Linked DNA regions of Mus musculus: region 1 is linked to region 2. The links are chromatin contacts, called in public promoter capture Hi-C maps. All regions are on one chromosome and are shown on one strand. The core of a region is the stretch at or near the end of the contact, and the rest is flanking DNA. Distances in the headings are between cores, read along the strand shown.

The links. Capture Hi-C pulls out chosen DNA fragments and counts their contacts.
Region 1: a contact with region 2 is called in a promoter capture Hi-C map of liver. A contact is called at or near these places in 6 of 39 promoter capture datasets (the C10 cell line, cranial neural crest, hematopoietic stem and progenitor cells and 3 more), 5 of 130 datasets of targeted methods (bone marrow-derived macrophages, double positive thymocytes, embryonic stem cells and 2 more) and 2 of 9 other capture datasets (adipose tissue and liver).

What each region holds. Positions count from the first base shown.
Region 1 is chr19:8,768,831-8,775,651 of GRCm38.p6, forward strand. It overlaps Tmem223 (transmembrane protein 223), which reads left to right and starts at 2,166. Exons shown (of 2, transcript NM_025791.1): 1 at 2,166-2,485; 2 at 3,218-3,645. The coding sequence starts at 2,179. The coding sequence ends at 3,510. It overlaps Nxf1 (nuclear RNA export factor 1), which reads left to right. Exons shown (of 21, transcript NM_016813.2): 19 at 171-353; 20 at 1,430-1,490; 21 at 1,744-2,080. The coding sequence ends at 1,782. It overlaps Tmem179b (transmembrane protein 179B), which reads right to left and starts at 5,637. Exons shown (of 5, transcript NM_026325.3): 1 at 5,505-5,637; 2 at 4,675-4,862; 3 at 4,460-4,594; 4 at 4,198-4,276; 5 at 3,692-4,004. The coding sequence starts at 5,600. The coding sequence ends at 3,843. It overlaps Taf6l (TATA-box binding protein associated factor 6 like), which reads right to left. Exons shown (of 12, transcript NM_146092.2): 11 at 6,560-6,688; 12 at 5,524-6,460. The coding sequence ends at 5,699. It also overlaps the pseudogene Gm2518.
Region 2 is chr19:9,132,392-9,139,253 of GRCm38.p6, forward strand. It overlaps Asrgl1 (asparaginase like 1), which reads right to left and starts at 3,175. Exons shown (of 7, transcript NM_025610.3): 1 at 3,124-3,175; 2 at 2,396-2,596. The coding sequence starts at 3,163.

The DNA.
Region 1 (6,821 bases), core at 916-3,415, 360 kb before region 2:
TAGTGTGTTTGTAAGATAATCCTAAACGCCTCGTCTATAGTCAAGGATAAATGAGAAAAGGTAACTTGAGAGGGGCATGTGGATATTAAACAGATCTGCAAACAGAGACAGTGTAGAAAGGTGAGGTTATTTGTCCATTTATTTAAGATTTTTTTTTTTTTGTCTCCAAGGCTATGTATTGTAAATGATGAATTATTTGTGCGGAATGCCAGCCCTGAAGAAATCCAAAGAGCCTTCGCCATGTCTGCACCCACACCTTCCTCCAGTCCAGTACCCACGCTTTCCCCAGAACAGCAGGAAATGTTGCAAGCATTTTCTACCCAGTCTGGCATGAACCTTGAGTGGTCTCAGAAGTGAGTGCTGATCATAGATAGGAGGAACAAGGGGATGGCCTGACAGTGAATTATATAGTGCTTTGATAAAAAGATTCCTACTAAGAATTCTGCATAGGTTATTTTTAAATATTTAAAGCACAAATGAAGATTTGGTTTTCTGTCCCCTTCCTAGCTACCTGTGGCTCCCCTCTTCCCCAATTGGAATTACAGATTAGACCTAGACTTCACATATGCTGCACAGTCGCTGCCACTGAGCCCTTTTCAAACACGGTCTTACTATGTACTCTTGTCTGGCCTTGAAGGCATTAAAGGCATGAGCCAGCAGACCTGGCTGCCAAGTTTTGTTGTTGGTTGGTTGGGTTTTTTTTGAGACAGTTTCTCTGTTTTCCCTGGCTGTCCTGGAACTCACTTTGTAAACCAGGCTGGCCTCGAACTCAGAGATCCGCCTGCCGGGATTAAAGGTGTGTGCCACCACGCCATCTTTGGCTTTTGTTTGTTTTGTTTTTTGTTTTTTCGAGACAGGGTTTCTCTGTATAGCTCTGGCTGTCCTGGAACTCACTCTGTAGACCAGGCTGGCCTCGAACTCAGAAATCCCCCTGCCTCTGCCTCCCGAGTGCTGGGATTAAAGGCATGTGCCACCACACCCGGCTCAACTCCTTACCAAGTCCTAGATTCCAGTGAGCCTGAGCATTCCAAGGGAGCTAGAACTATAGGTGCATACCTAGTACCAAAGTCTTTTTATATATGGTTCTATATTTGAGTCAGGGTCTCACTTGTGCCTTCGCTGCTTGGAAGTCACTTTGTAGTCCAGGTTTACCTCAAACAGATACCTCCCTGCTTCAGCTTCTCCAGAGTGATAGGATTAAAAGCCTTGCCCAGCTGGAACATAGTTTTTAAACCGTGTAAATCCTTCCCTACCAGTGTAAAACTACACGTTGGTTGTTTTTGGTAAACATTTTATGTTTCATTTGTACAAGTGGTGTGACCCTGTGTAAACTTAATGAAAAACATTGGTGACTTTTTCTATAGGTTGGATTTTGGTGACTGACTGCATTTTGGTTCTTATGTGGCTTCCTATTTTAATCATACTCTAGGTGCCTTCAAGACAATAACTGGGACTACACCAGATCTGCTCAGGCCTTCACTCTTCTCAAGGTAAAGTATGGGAATTTTTTTTATTGCTAAAAATGGATCTCTTGAGCCTTTAACAAGGGTCAGATGAAGGCTGGGTGTGGTGATACTTGCCTTTTAATCCAGCATTTGGGAGGAAGGAGGGAGCCAGATCTCTGAGTTTGAGGCTAGCCTGGTCTACATAGAGAATGCCAGGACAGCCAGGGAGTCTACAGTAGCTGGGCAGGGAAGGTGGGAGAGAGGTGCCTGGTTCTACTTACATTTTATCTTTCTGCAGGCCAAGGGAGAGATTCCAGAAGTAGCGTTTATGAAATGATCACAAGAAAAGTCCCCTTGTAAATAGCCCCTGGATAATATTGTCTGGCTGTCATCTGCCGTCTCCTGTCCAGCCCGAGGCCACCCTGTAACTGTGACTGAGGAGGAAGGGCTGCTTCATCCTCCTCACCTACCTTCTGGAAGACTTAGAGAAGACTTCCGGAAGATTGAGCCTCATGGTGCCAGGAAGCCAAAGCTTACTTTGTAGAGCTGACACTAAACTACCCGAAGGACTTAGGTGCTCTGTGTACTTAACCCCAGGATTCCCTTTACTTTTTAAGATAAAGAGTGATATTGTAGTTTGTGTCCCATTACTGGCTTGTTTCCCTCAATGCAGGAGGGGTGGGCAAGTTCGCCGTGATAGGAAGTCCCGCCCCGGAGACGGAAGTGCGCCGCCATGGTGGCGTCTGTGCCGCTGCGGAATGTCAGCCACCTTTTGTCTGTGCTGCGGTCCCAAAATGTGCCCCGGTATTTGCAAAATGGCGTCCCACGGGATGTGCTGCTCTTCCGGCACGAGCGGGGCCGCTTCTTTGCCATCCTTGGACTGTTTTGTGCGGGTCAGGGCATCTTCTGGACCTCCCTGGCTGTTGCAGCCTTGTCCAGACCTCTGAGCCGAGTACCTGCGGAGGCTCCGAACCGGAGCTACCAGGACCTGCGCTCCGCACTCTGGCGCTACGGGCTGGCTGTTGGTTGCGGCACGATGGGTAAGCGCTTGGGCTCCAGATTGCTGTGGGGCTGTGAGCACAACGCTCACTTAGCAAAAAGGGGCTTCCAAAAAAGTAAGTGGGACACACGATATGGGTGCGGTGTAATAAAGTCCCTGAATGCCTTGCACCCTCACCCTGCATACAGTAGGCCAAGATCTGCCCCTCATACTAGCCACGAGCAGGTTTTTGAAGCCACAAATGCATTTTCTCCGTTTAACAATAGAGCTGGCTATCTATAAAAATGTCGATGGGGTGGGGGACGTGGCTCAGTTTGGTTTCTAAGACTGCTTGCCTAGTATGCATGAGGTCTAGGGTTTAGAACCCAACACTGCCTAACATATATGATGGCATCCAGATGTAATCTGGATTTGGACAGAAGATCACAAATTAAAAGTTATTGAACATATAGCAAGCTTGCAGCCAGCATGGAATAATAGACCCTGTCTGTTTTTTCAAGACACGGTTTCTCAGCTCTGGCTGCCCTGGAACTCACTCTGTAGACCAGGCTGGGTCAGAGATTCAACTGTTTCTGCCTCCCTAGTGATTGCGTGCACCACCACTGCCTAGCTACCTTTCTTAAAAAAAAAAAAAAAAAAAAGGATTTAGGAACCTTTTAGAGTTTTAGAGTGTAATTGCTCAAAACTGTTACTTCCATTACAGTAATTTGACTCTAAGGGGTGGGGGTGGGGGTGTCTGTATAACCTTTTACCCCACTTTGCCTCCCTGCAGGAGTCTTGGTCCTTGGTGCTGGTCTCCTCTACTCACTCCGATCTGTGCGGTCTGTCATGCTCCTTGCAGGAGGGCAGCAGGTGACATTGACCACCTATGCCCCCTTTGGCTTGGGTACCTGTTTCACAGTTCCCTTGAACCAGATTTCCTGCATGGCTCACAGAGGTGAAGTTCCTGCTATGCTGCCTCTGAAAGTCAAAGGCCGGCGCTTCTACTTCCTTTTGGACAAAGCTGGACACTTTCCCAACACTCAACTCTTTGATAACACTGTGGGTGCCTACCGGAGCCTGTGAAAAATGGCTTACCCTTCTCAGACGATGCAAAACCCTTAGGGATGAGGAGACTACCAGGACAATAAAAAGGTGCCCAGAATTCACTAACAGCCAATAAATCTCTTCCAAAAGGCTTGATACATGCCTACTTAAGCCATCATTCTGTCCTCTCTCTCATCTATTTAACATCAAGAAATCCATGCCATGATGAAGAAAAGTAATATATTATTTTGGTACAAAAAAGTTTAAGGAGAAAACTGAGGTTTCTAATATAAACAGGGCTGTACAGAGACAAGAGGATTAAAAGCACTGGGGCATGGAGGTTCTGGTTGTAGAAAGCACTTGAGTATTCTTCAGGAGTGAGACTGGTGGTGCCCAACAAGAGCATCTGTCTCAGAGCTCCACTCTTGGTCACCCCTCTCTTGGGGCTGGTATGATGTGGCTTTAAACTTGCACTGCATGGCCTGGAGCAGCAAAGCCAGACACCACAATATCAGATTCACCCAAGAAGAGGTCTGTGAAAGAGAACAGGAGTATGAGGTGGGAAGCCGGCTCCAATCCAGTCCTACCCACACAACATTGATCAGACTAAGGTGACAAGCCCCATAGCTACTTTGAGCTTGTGAATGAAGTACAGCCAAGCACATATTACATGGTGAACACGCTTAAGCTACAGTTGCTTAATCTTAGCGTATCCCTGTGTCTCACTTCAGCAGTATGTAGGTTGGAGTAAAACTGCACAGCAGTTCCTGAAGGTGTCCATGAGGTTTTCTGGGCTTCAGAGCAGCTGTGAAACAAGGTTAAAGAAACAAGTTGTGAGAAGGGGCGGGGAGGAGACGGACATGCTCTAAGCACATCTGTGTCCTCAGAGATAAGGGCCAGAGGAAGGGGATAAAGTAGGAACTTAAATGACTGACATGTCCCCTACAGAAGGACAGTCCCTGTCAGGCTTCCCTCCCTCTCCCGTTACCTAATTGTAAGGTTCAAGGAGATGATGGAATTGCAGAAAGAATTGGTGCCAAATCGAAGTATACAGGCAGACACTAAGATCAGGAAGATGGCTGTAGCTGAGATGGCCAAAGCAATTCGGAGCCCTATAGAACCTCTGAGAAAGAGAAAACAAGCTTGGTGGCCGAGGTGGGACTCATCTCAACCTCGGCCCTTTGTCATCAGTAGGGCAATCACCTGTGGGAGTCTTCGATGCAGCTGCTGTAGACCCAGAAGAAGAGAAGCAGAAGGCAGTAGAGTGCCAAGATGCCTGAAGCCCCAGCCACGAAGTAGCAGAGGGAAGGGGCTGAGGGACCTAACAAGGCCAGAGAGGAGCCATTGAGTGCAGCCACACCATACAAGGGACAGTTACCACCAAAGGAGCCCTGTGGAGAGAAGCTGTTAAGTCCATTTCAGTTCAGTACCCGAGATGTAGGTTTCTGTCATATGTAAGGACTAGTTCACAAGTTGAGATGAACGGGGAGACTGATGGATCTGCTGGGAACAAAATCTCAGGGCCCAGAAGGATCCGAATTCAAAAGGCTATAAATATAAGGAACCTAAGGGAAATCACAAGTTTGCCCTTCTCTGTGAGTAGGAGTTCTAAGTAAACGCTGACTTTGTGTGTCCCTTAACAATAAACTCTACTAATCTGTAAAAGTAGGTGTTTTAGACTCCTATAGTGATTCAAAGTATTCTATCACCAAAACTACCCAGCAGTAGGCAAGACTCAAATGTACACAGTTGTATGTTTCCTCACTTCACATACTTTGTTAACAATCACGATTTCTCTGCTACACTGTTTTTTTTTTTTTTCCACAAATGTTCCTATTACTGGGTGGATGCAGAGACGGCCTGTGTGTCTCAAAACCCTAGTAGCTTATGAAGCTCGACTGGAAGCTTGTCCAGTTCCTCTGGAGAGGAAACAACTTTGGAACGTTCTAACCCCAGGTCCAGTGTAGTCACCCTGTCCAACCCCCTACGCAAGCCTGCTGGACCCCAAGGCCAGCCCGCCCCCGCAGCCGCACCTGGGTCCGGGTCAGCGTCGCGGCCGCCAAAGCCCCGCACAGGAAGGCGGCAGTGAAGAGCAAGAGCTCAACTCGCTGCAACCAGGGCAGCGCCATGGCGCCCAGGCTACCAGGAAGACAACCACCCAAGCCCCGCCCACGAGCATAGACACGTCACTTCCGGGTGTGGCTTTATTCTCCGAGGCGCCGCAACCTCACAGCGGCAGGTACAGCGAGTAGTCGGAGAGCGCCCAGCGGCGGGCCGGGCGGCCGGTACGGCCGATCATGGGCAGCTTCTGCACGTAGCGGGACGCGGGGCTGGGCCCATATGGGGCAGGAAAGGCAGTTTGAAAGAGGCGCCCGCGGCAGCGCCGCCCGGCCTGACGCCCTGCGATTATAAACCGGAAGTGTGGGGCGCCACGGGGCGCGAAGCGGCTCTTCTGGAAGACGTCTCGCGTTCCCGCGCCGGGGCCCTGCTGACGAGGAGCACCCCGCGCCCGGTGTACGCGCGGTAGCGGCCTGCTCTCCGAGGCGGCGGTGGCGGTGGCGAGAGTCCCACCGCACGGGCTTTCGTCACCCTGAGGGCTGACCACGGCGCTGGCAGTCAGCTGCGGCATTTTCCGCACCGAATCCGGGGCAGCCGCAGGCTCCTTCTTGTCTCCGGGTGGTCGCGGGGCCGTGGGAGCAGGCTGGCCAGTGCCAAAGCGAGTGGCCAAGCTGTCACCAAAGAAGGAGTATAGCTCACGGTAGATGTCTGCCAGGGTCAAGGAAGAAGGGTCCTCTGGTCCCGCAACCCCTGATGGTGGCGGGAGACCAGACCCAAAACCTGTTTCGGAGCTGCCCCCGGGGGGAGATTCTTGTAGGAGAAGGCTGTCCCAAGGCAGGTCCTCCGCAGGACGGTACCCTCTCCCGCCAAGGCCACCGCGGTTGGGCTCTGCTGCCTGAGCTTTCATCTTCAATAGTCGTTCTACGGCCACCTGTAAACAGAGAGCTAAGAGGAACCTGGGCCCAAGAGCCATGGCAAAGTAAATCTGCTAAGCTCCTGCAGGAAAGAGAAGGTGGGACTGCTAACTCACCAGAATGGCTCCATACACTTTGTGCCCGTCCGCTTTGACCTGGGCATTAGATACGGAATAGTCATCCAGCACAGCCTGCAAGTTTGTCCAGTAAGTGGGCAGATGTGGGTAGAGGACTCGCTCCACTGCCTGGAATGCAAAGGACTGCAGTCAAGCAACCTTGTTCCAAATGCCCTCTTCAGTGCCCTTTCCCACAAAAGATCCACTCAATTTTTGACAGGGCTCAGTCCTCTATTTCCTTATTGACATATCCCACGTCTCT
Region 2 (6,862 bases), core at 1,925-4,424:
TCAATCAATCAATCAATCAATCAAACAAACAAAAATAAAAATAAATCTAGCATAGACATTTAGAAGCTTAATTTTACAGTGTTATTTAATGTTACTTTTCAATGAACTAAGTATTAAGGAACAAGTTCTGAATATAAAACCAAGTTCACATTCAAACATGAATAGAAACACAGATGACATTTTCACACACACAAAGATAAGGTTAATATATGCTAATTAGGGCCATGGAACTCTTATCAGAACCCAGTGTTAGGTTTTTGAAGATTCCAAATAATTACCCAAACGATCTTAGCAGAGGCCACTGGGATACTGTTTCTACTGACCACAGCTGGAAAGAGCAGATGGAAAAGACAGAGTCCAGGCTACTCATCTTTAGGCATCTGGAAGTGGGAGACCCACAGTGAGGCAACCTTGGGGAGCAACTGCAGAAGTTCCCTGATCTGCACTGCCTCAACTAGTGTGGAGGAGGGACCCTGTTAGGCTATGGACCGTCACAGGAGGGATCCTTTTAGGTTAGAGGTCACCAGAGACCTAACCGAACCAGCCTCTTCAAGGAAAGGTTCTGGAAGTGTAGTCTGTCCGGAAGTCTAGAAACAACCCTGAAAGTGAACTCAAATGCCTCAGTCCACAGACAGATTAACTTACAAGAGTTTTCAGTAAGTATCAGAGTGCCTGACAAAGGCTAGGAGACAGAGAAAACAGCTCCCCATGGCGGTCTCTCTGCTTGTCTCCCACTTTCAGATGCCTAAAGATGAGTGATGCTGTAAAGAAGGAGGTCAAGAGGTTGAGCTGCCGAAGTGGGACTGGTAACAGCAGAATATCTGCCTGGACTGTCTTTCCCATCTGCTGTTTCCAGCTGAGGTATCCCAGTATCTCAGCAGCCTCTGCTAAGACCCTCTGGGAAAATAAATATGTGATGGTTAATTGGTTAAGATAGCCTGAAACTTTTTTCCCCAAGACAGATGGTGGTACAGTTCTAAAAAGCATTTTAATCTTAAGATCTTAGGGTTTCTATTTTAAAACAAAAGAAATGAATGTTTGCCCAGTAAATTAATCAGCAGTGTTCTGATAGATAAACAAAATAATTATGCTTACTTTACAGCACTAGAGAGTACAGTCTTTTGAATTTCTTAGACCACTGCTACCTGGGTCTTGTAGACACATTATGACAATTATTTTCCTAGAACATGGCCAAACACAAAATAATTCACTCTGATTGCATTTCTATGACTTTTCGGAAACACAAACTCATTTCTTCTGAAGGAAGGAGTGGGAAAGAGCTTTGGGGCTTCTCTCAGCACCTCCCTTCTGACAGTGATGTGGGAGTCCCCTCCCCACATCATGCTCTGGCAGACACTGACCTTCTGACACTAGCTGCCTTGAAGAGTCTGATCCCACATCAGACTAAGGGGTTTTCTCCCACAAGAATGCTTCCTTACTTCAGATGCCAATTTTTAAATAGTAGCTTCTCTATAATTTCTGCCAGACAACTGCAAGCCAGTCTCCTGCTAGGGCTTCCTTTTCTAGAGCAGTTCACAGACTCAGATGTCTTACTAGTGTGTCATATAAAGGAGGCAGTTCAACACTGAGATGAACAAACACCGGGCAGGGTCTGGAAGGGTGCTGGGTATTGGGCCCACTTTTGCTGTGGAGCTGGGACTGGCATACGACCATACTCACCAATTTGGAGGTTTTTCCCATCCCCAAAATTCAGGGATAGTTTTTGGATTGCTTCATTGTGGGGGCCCCTTTTTCTTTTCTAGAAGATGAGAGGGGCTGTAAATCTCAAATTCCCACTTAGGGCTTGGTCTGTAAAATGATCAGTCTCCACCTAGAGACCTATCCAGAGTCAATTTTCTAGTCAGAAGATGATTAGTGACTTTACTGTTTAGCAGGGACCGGATATTATAATAAAAGATTCTCCCAGCATCTGTTTCAAGATTTTTGAGCTTAATTTGGGGGAGGCAGAGAAAACACACAGATGCAGAGGGGTAGAGGGAGGGAATGTACACACAGGTCTCAAAGCCGAAATGGCTACATTTTATGGTATGTAGAGTCTACCTCAAGACCCACAAATACCAAAAGTCTACACCTGTAAAGCCAGCACTTGGAAGGCTGAGGCTTGAAGATGGTTTCAGGCTATGGAGGGCTCTCCAACAAGATGCCTGGCTTTTAGTATTGAATTCTTAGGGGGCAGGCTATATAAAAGGCGAATTAACAGACTTAAAAAAAATTCTCAAAACAAGTTGCTTAGTGCAAAATGAGGAAATTCAGCACTGCATCTTGCTCTAGAGTATTATTTGACCACAAAGCCAGTCAGACTGAAGGATACCGCGTCGGTGTGGACAGGAACTTGCTCCGATTTGGCATTATTCACCTGGCAAGCATAATTTACCTGCGTTGAACTCTGGGTCGTTTTCCAGGACAGTCACGGCTCCTTCCACAGCATCTACCGCGCTCCCTCCCGCCTTGAGGATTTTGTAGCCCTCGGTTGCCGCTCTGGCGATGCCCTCGCGCACCAGCTCTTTCCGGTTGGCTGAGATGTTGCTTGCTCCGCCACCATGGACTACCACCACGAGACTCACATCGATGGAGGCTAGGCATCAGGAAGAGGCGAGTGTCATTTTGTACCGGTCCAAGGGAACCAACTCAAGTGAGCAGCAGCGTCAAAGTTGTTTCCGTTCAGTGTCGTCCGTCCCCCCCCCCCCCCCCCCCCCGCTCAGTGAGAGTTTTGTTACAAAACCCCAAAGCGACCCAAGCCTCCCAGCATTCCTCCCCATGCTCTCCCACTCCGACCTGGCAGGGGCATCTGTGGCTCAGAAAGCCTGGTGTCAAGACTCCGAGCCTGCGCTTGTGCCACAGCGCTACCCCTCAGCCTCAGTTTCCCCAGAGAACACCAGCCTCTATTTCGGCGCCAGTACTGAGGTCGCATGTATCAGAGCTCCAGCCCTCCTCCCAGGAATCTCTCTGTGCCTCAGTTTCCCGGGGTCCGTGCTCTCTGTTCCAGTTCACTCCACCTAGGGTCCGGGGTACCCTGAGGACTGGACTTCCCCACGTCCTTCGGACCTGAGCTCCTCGTCTCTGGTAAATCCTACATTTTTGTTCTTGTTTCTTTTCCCATACCTCGGACTGGCGGCGCCACGGTGCCGCGGGCGCACGCCATGATGTCAAACTGGCCAAGCCACCAGGCAGCAAACCGCTCCGCCTGCAACCGCTCTGCAGGCAACGGTTCCGCGCTTGCGCACGAGGGTGGGGGCCCGGGGCGCTGCTGAGTTACCGTAAAGCCCCGGGGTCCCTAGCGCTGCGCACCAGCCTTCCGGGACTCCAGATCTAGAATAACATTGCTTTTCTACTTCCCTAGTAGCACGCGGGACCCTTTGTCTCCTTTGCCTTGAAATTATCGCATGCTCTTAAGTCTTGCTAGTTAGAATGCTACATTAAAACCTTTTCCCTTTAAGTTCCCCATCTTAATCTTTCGGAAGAGAAGAAAATAAAGTATACCTCTGCCTCTAATTTGACAGATTCTGTTCATTAGACACTCTGAGAGCCCAGAAATCCCAGCTCCTCTCCTCCTCTAAGTCTAGGGATGCCAGCTCTAAATCCTTTCATCTCTCAGTGCCCTCTTTTTGTTGACATTTCTTCTTTCCTTGCTTCCAGCAGTTGTGGCGGCAGGGGTAGAAGACCAAACACTTCGTATTCACCAAAGGGATCCTAGAGTCTAGTTTTGTTCTGATAGTCAAAGAGGGAGAACAGATGCCAGTGACATCTACAGGTTTCTGTAGCAGTGACACCTAGGAAGAATGCCCTGCTTTATTATGTAAAGCAATTTTACTTGAATTATGAGTTTGTTTTTTTCTCACAACCTTTGTTTTCTAATTTTAAATTTACTGAAGCAATATTTTATTTTCGTTATCAATCGCTTTGTACTGTTTATTGGCTAGATGAGTTGGTGTCAAAGATAGACTTTCATTTTGCAAGTCCTTCTCTCTTTAAGGTGGGGCAACCCAGGCTCATATGTTAATGAAAAGGGCTGACCTTGTGTAAGACTTCCCAACCATTACTTCTGTAGACCTCAATAAACCTCAATAAAGATGGCTTCAAATGGTCAGGACCCGGTGGGTAAGTGCCAATTTTCCTAATATTTTTTCTTGTTTCCATCTTACCACCAACTAGAGAAAAGTTGTATCTGATTCCCCTAACCATCACAAAGGGCCATCTTTTCTAGTTAGTCTATCCCTAGCTTCCCTAGGCCAAGAGCATCCAAACAGGACACAGCCTGTTTCCCCATAGAGCCCTTTCCTACCCGTTTGCCTGCTTCTGAGTCTCTACCAAAACCAGTGGCTGGTTGGTTCCTTTGCATTAGCAAGGTTTGAGTAGATTTGTCTTGTCCTCATTGGGGTGGGTTTCATTTATTGTGTTTATTTGCTACATAATTAGAGATTTCTGCTTGAAGAAAGATCATATGCAAAAGAGATGTTGGAGAAGGGACCAGCCTTTGATTCTGGAAACCAGAGCATCAGGTCTGGTATTACCCAGTCTTGGTTGCCTGTCCACCTCCTTCCACAGTATTCTATGCTTTCCCACTAGTGATATCTTCACCCCTTTCTCTTTCTTCGAGAGACTTTACATCAGAATGTGAGGCTCTAAGAGTGGCTCTGCTATAGAGAGGAGTTTGAATTTGCTCTAGTTAAAAAGAAATTGAGATGGTCTCATACATTACACTCTGGCCTCAAACTTACTATGTAGTTGAACCTTGTAGGCATAATTTTTATTGTATACCGTGTAAAGATTATCCTTCTATTATTCAAAAGCTGATTTCTCTGTCCCCATATCTAGTTGCAATCCAGACAGGGCATTGTAATGCTTATTCTAAGTATCTTCTGCTTCAGTGTTGCATAAGCATTGCTCCCCATTTAGTCTCTGATTTGTCAATAAGAGTTGACCAGCCAATGACTGAGCAGGAGAGAGGACAGGCCTGGACTTTCTCCCTTCCTTTTTTTTTTTTTTTTTTTTTTTTTTGCAGGTTATATCTTTTCTAGGGTAAAATGCTTTCTGGTAATAGAAAAAAATACATTTCAATTGAAATAAGAAATTCTTTTGAAAACTTGAAACTAAATATACCTTAATGGATAAATACACCTATTTCTCCTACTCCCTCTATATATATTCAAAGTTTACATGTATTTATTTTTAGACCATAGAAGACTTTCATTTTGAATTTCAGCCTGTCTTTCCCAAGCCGCTTTAAAAATTTGAATCATTGTAATTCTTATATTCCTGTCCTGCTTATTGACAACCTGGACAGACTGTGACTGTTCTTGATAATATTTTACAATACTCTTCTCAGAAGCATTCTTTATTTTATGGTTTATTTCTGAGTTTGGAGGAATGTTAATCTGTGTTTTCCATTGCTTCAGTAAATCACACTTTTATAAATTCTTGGCTATAGTAGCCACACATGACTTTAATTTATCTATTTATCCTTCTGGCCCTATACACTCCATCCATCTTTGTTTCACCTGAGATAAAGTTCTAACATTTACCCCCTGAAAAGGCCAATCTGGATGTCAAGATTTTGGTGAAATTATTGATACATCTGCTCCCATGTCTACTAAGCCTTCAATTTCAATGCCATTTATTTGTATTTTCAGCTTAGGTCTCTGATCATTTATAGTAGTTTGCCAAAACACTTGCTTTTGATCTCTCCTGAATTTTTTGTTTTAGCCACTAAAGGTGTTTTGACCTTGATTACCCAGAGAAGTGTTGTTTTAAACAATAGGCATTAAATCTTTTAATTGCTCTGTGGCTGAGTTTCTCTGATGCTGAGAGGGAATGATTAAATCAAATTTTATATCAGGGTCTTCGAGAGGCCCTCTTGTGCATGTCCTTGATGGCCAAGGGTTACTTTGCTTATCCCTTGTTGATCTGCATTTGTTAGTCCAGTGCTGGCCTTTGCCACAATTTCTATATACTCCTGAAGGTTGAGACCTTCTTTTTGGATTATTCCTAAAAGAGCCAAAAATAAAAACCCAAAACCCAAAACCCACCCCCCCAAAAAAACCCCCAAAACCACATTGTTTCTAGGAATGCTTTGCCTACAATTCCTTTTCAAACGACCCTGCTTATGATAACTAAAACATCTGCCATTTTTATTTTTCATAAAACTTAGAAATTACTTCTCTTATCAGATTAGCATCATAAACTTGAGATCCAGTATCAGCTGTATTTCTAACCCATTCCTATATTGGTACTGCTCTTTCCTTTAAAGGTTTAATCTCTCTTTTTCATTCTGAAGTAGCATTTTCAAAAGCCAAAGTTCCAATCAGTATTTTTCTAACTTCTGATTCTGATATTAATCTATTTACTGCTGAAATCAATCTTTGCAAAAAAACCATTGAGAGTTTCTTTTGGGCCTTGCATAATTCTAGTAAATGACTAATATCTCTTTCCTGATTCTTCAACTTTATCCCAAGCATTTAAAGCTGCTAAACAACATAACGCCAAGTGTGATGGTTTGTATATGCTCAGCCAAAGCAGTGGCACGATTAGAAGGTGTGACCCTGTTGGAGTAGGTATGTCACTGTGTCTGCTATAAGCCCTCACCCTAGCTGCCTGGAAGGGAGTATTCTGCTAGCAGCCTTCAGATGAAGATGTAGAACTTTTAGTTCCTCCTGCACTGTGTCTGCCTAGATGCTGCCATGCTCCCGCCTTAATGATAATGGACTGAAATGCTGAATCTGTAAGCTGCCCCAATTAAATGTTGTTCTTATAAGACTTGCAATGGTTCACAGCAGTAAAACCCTAACTAAGATGCCAAGATATGATCATCAAATTCAAGCTGGCTTTGTAGCTCAGCATATTG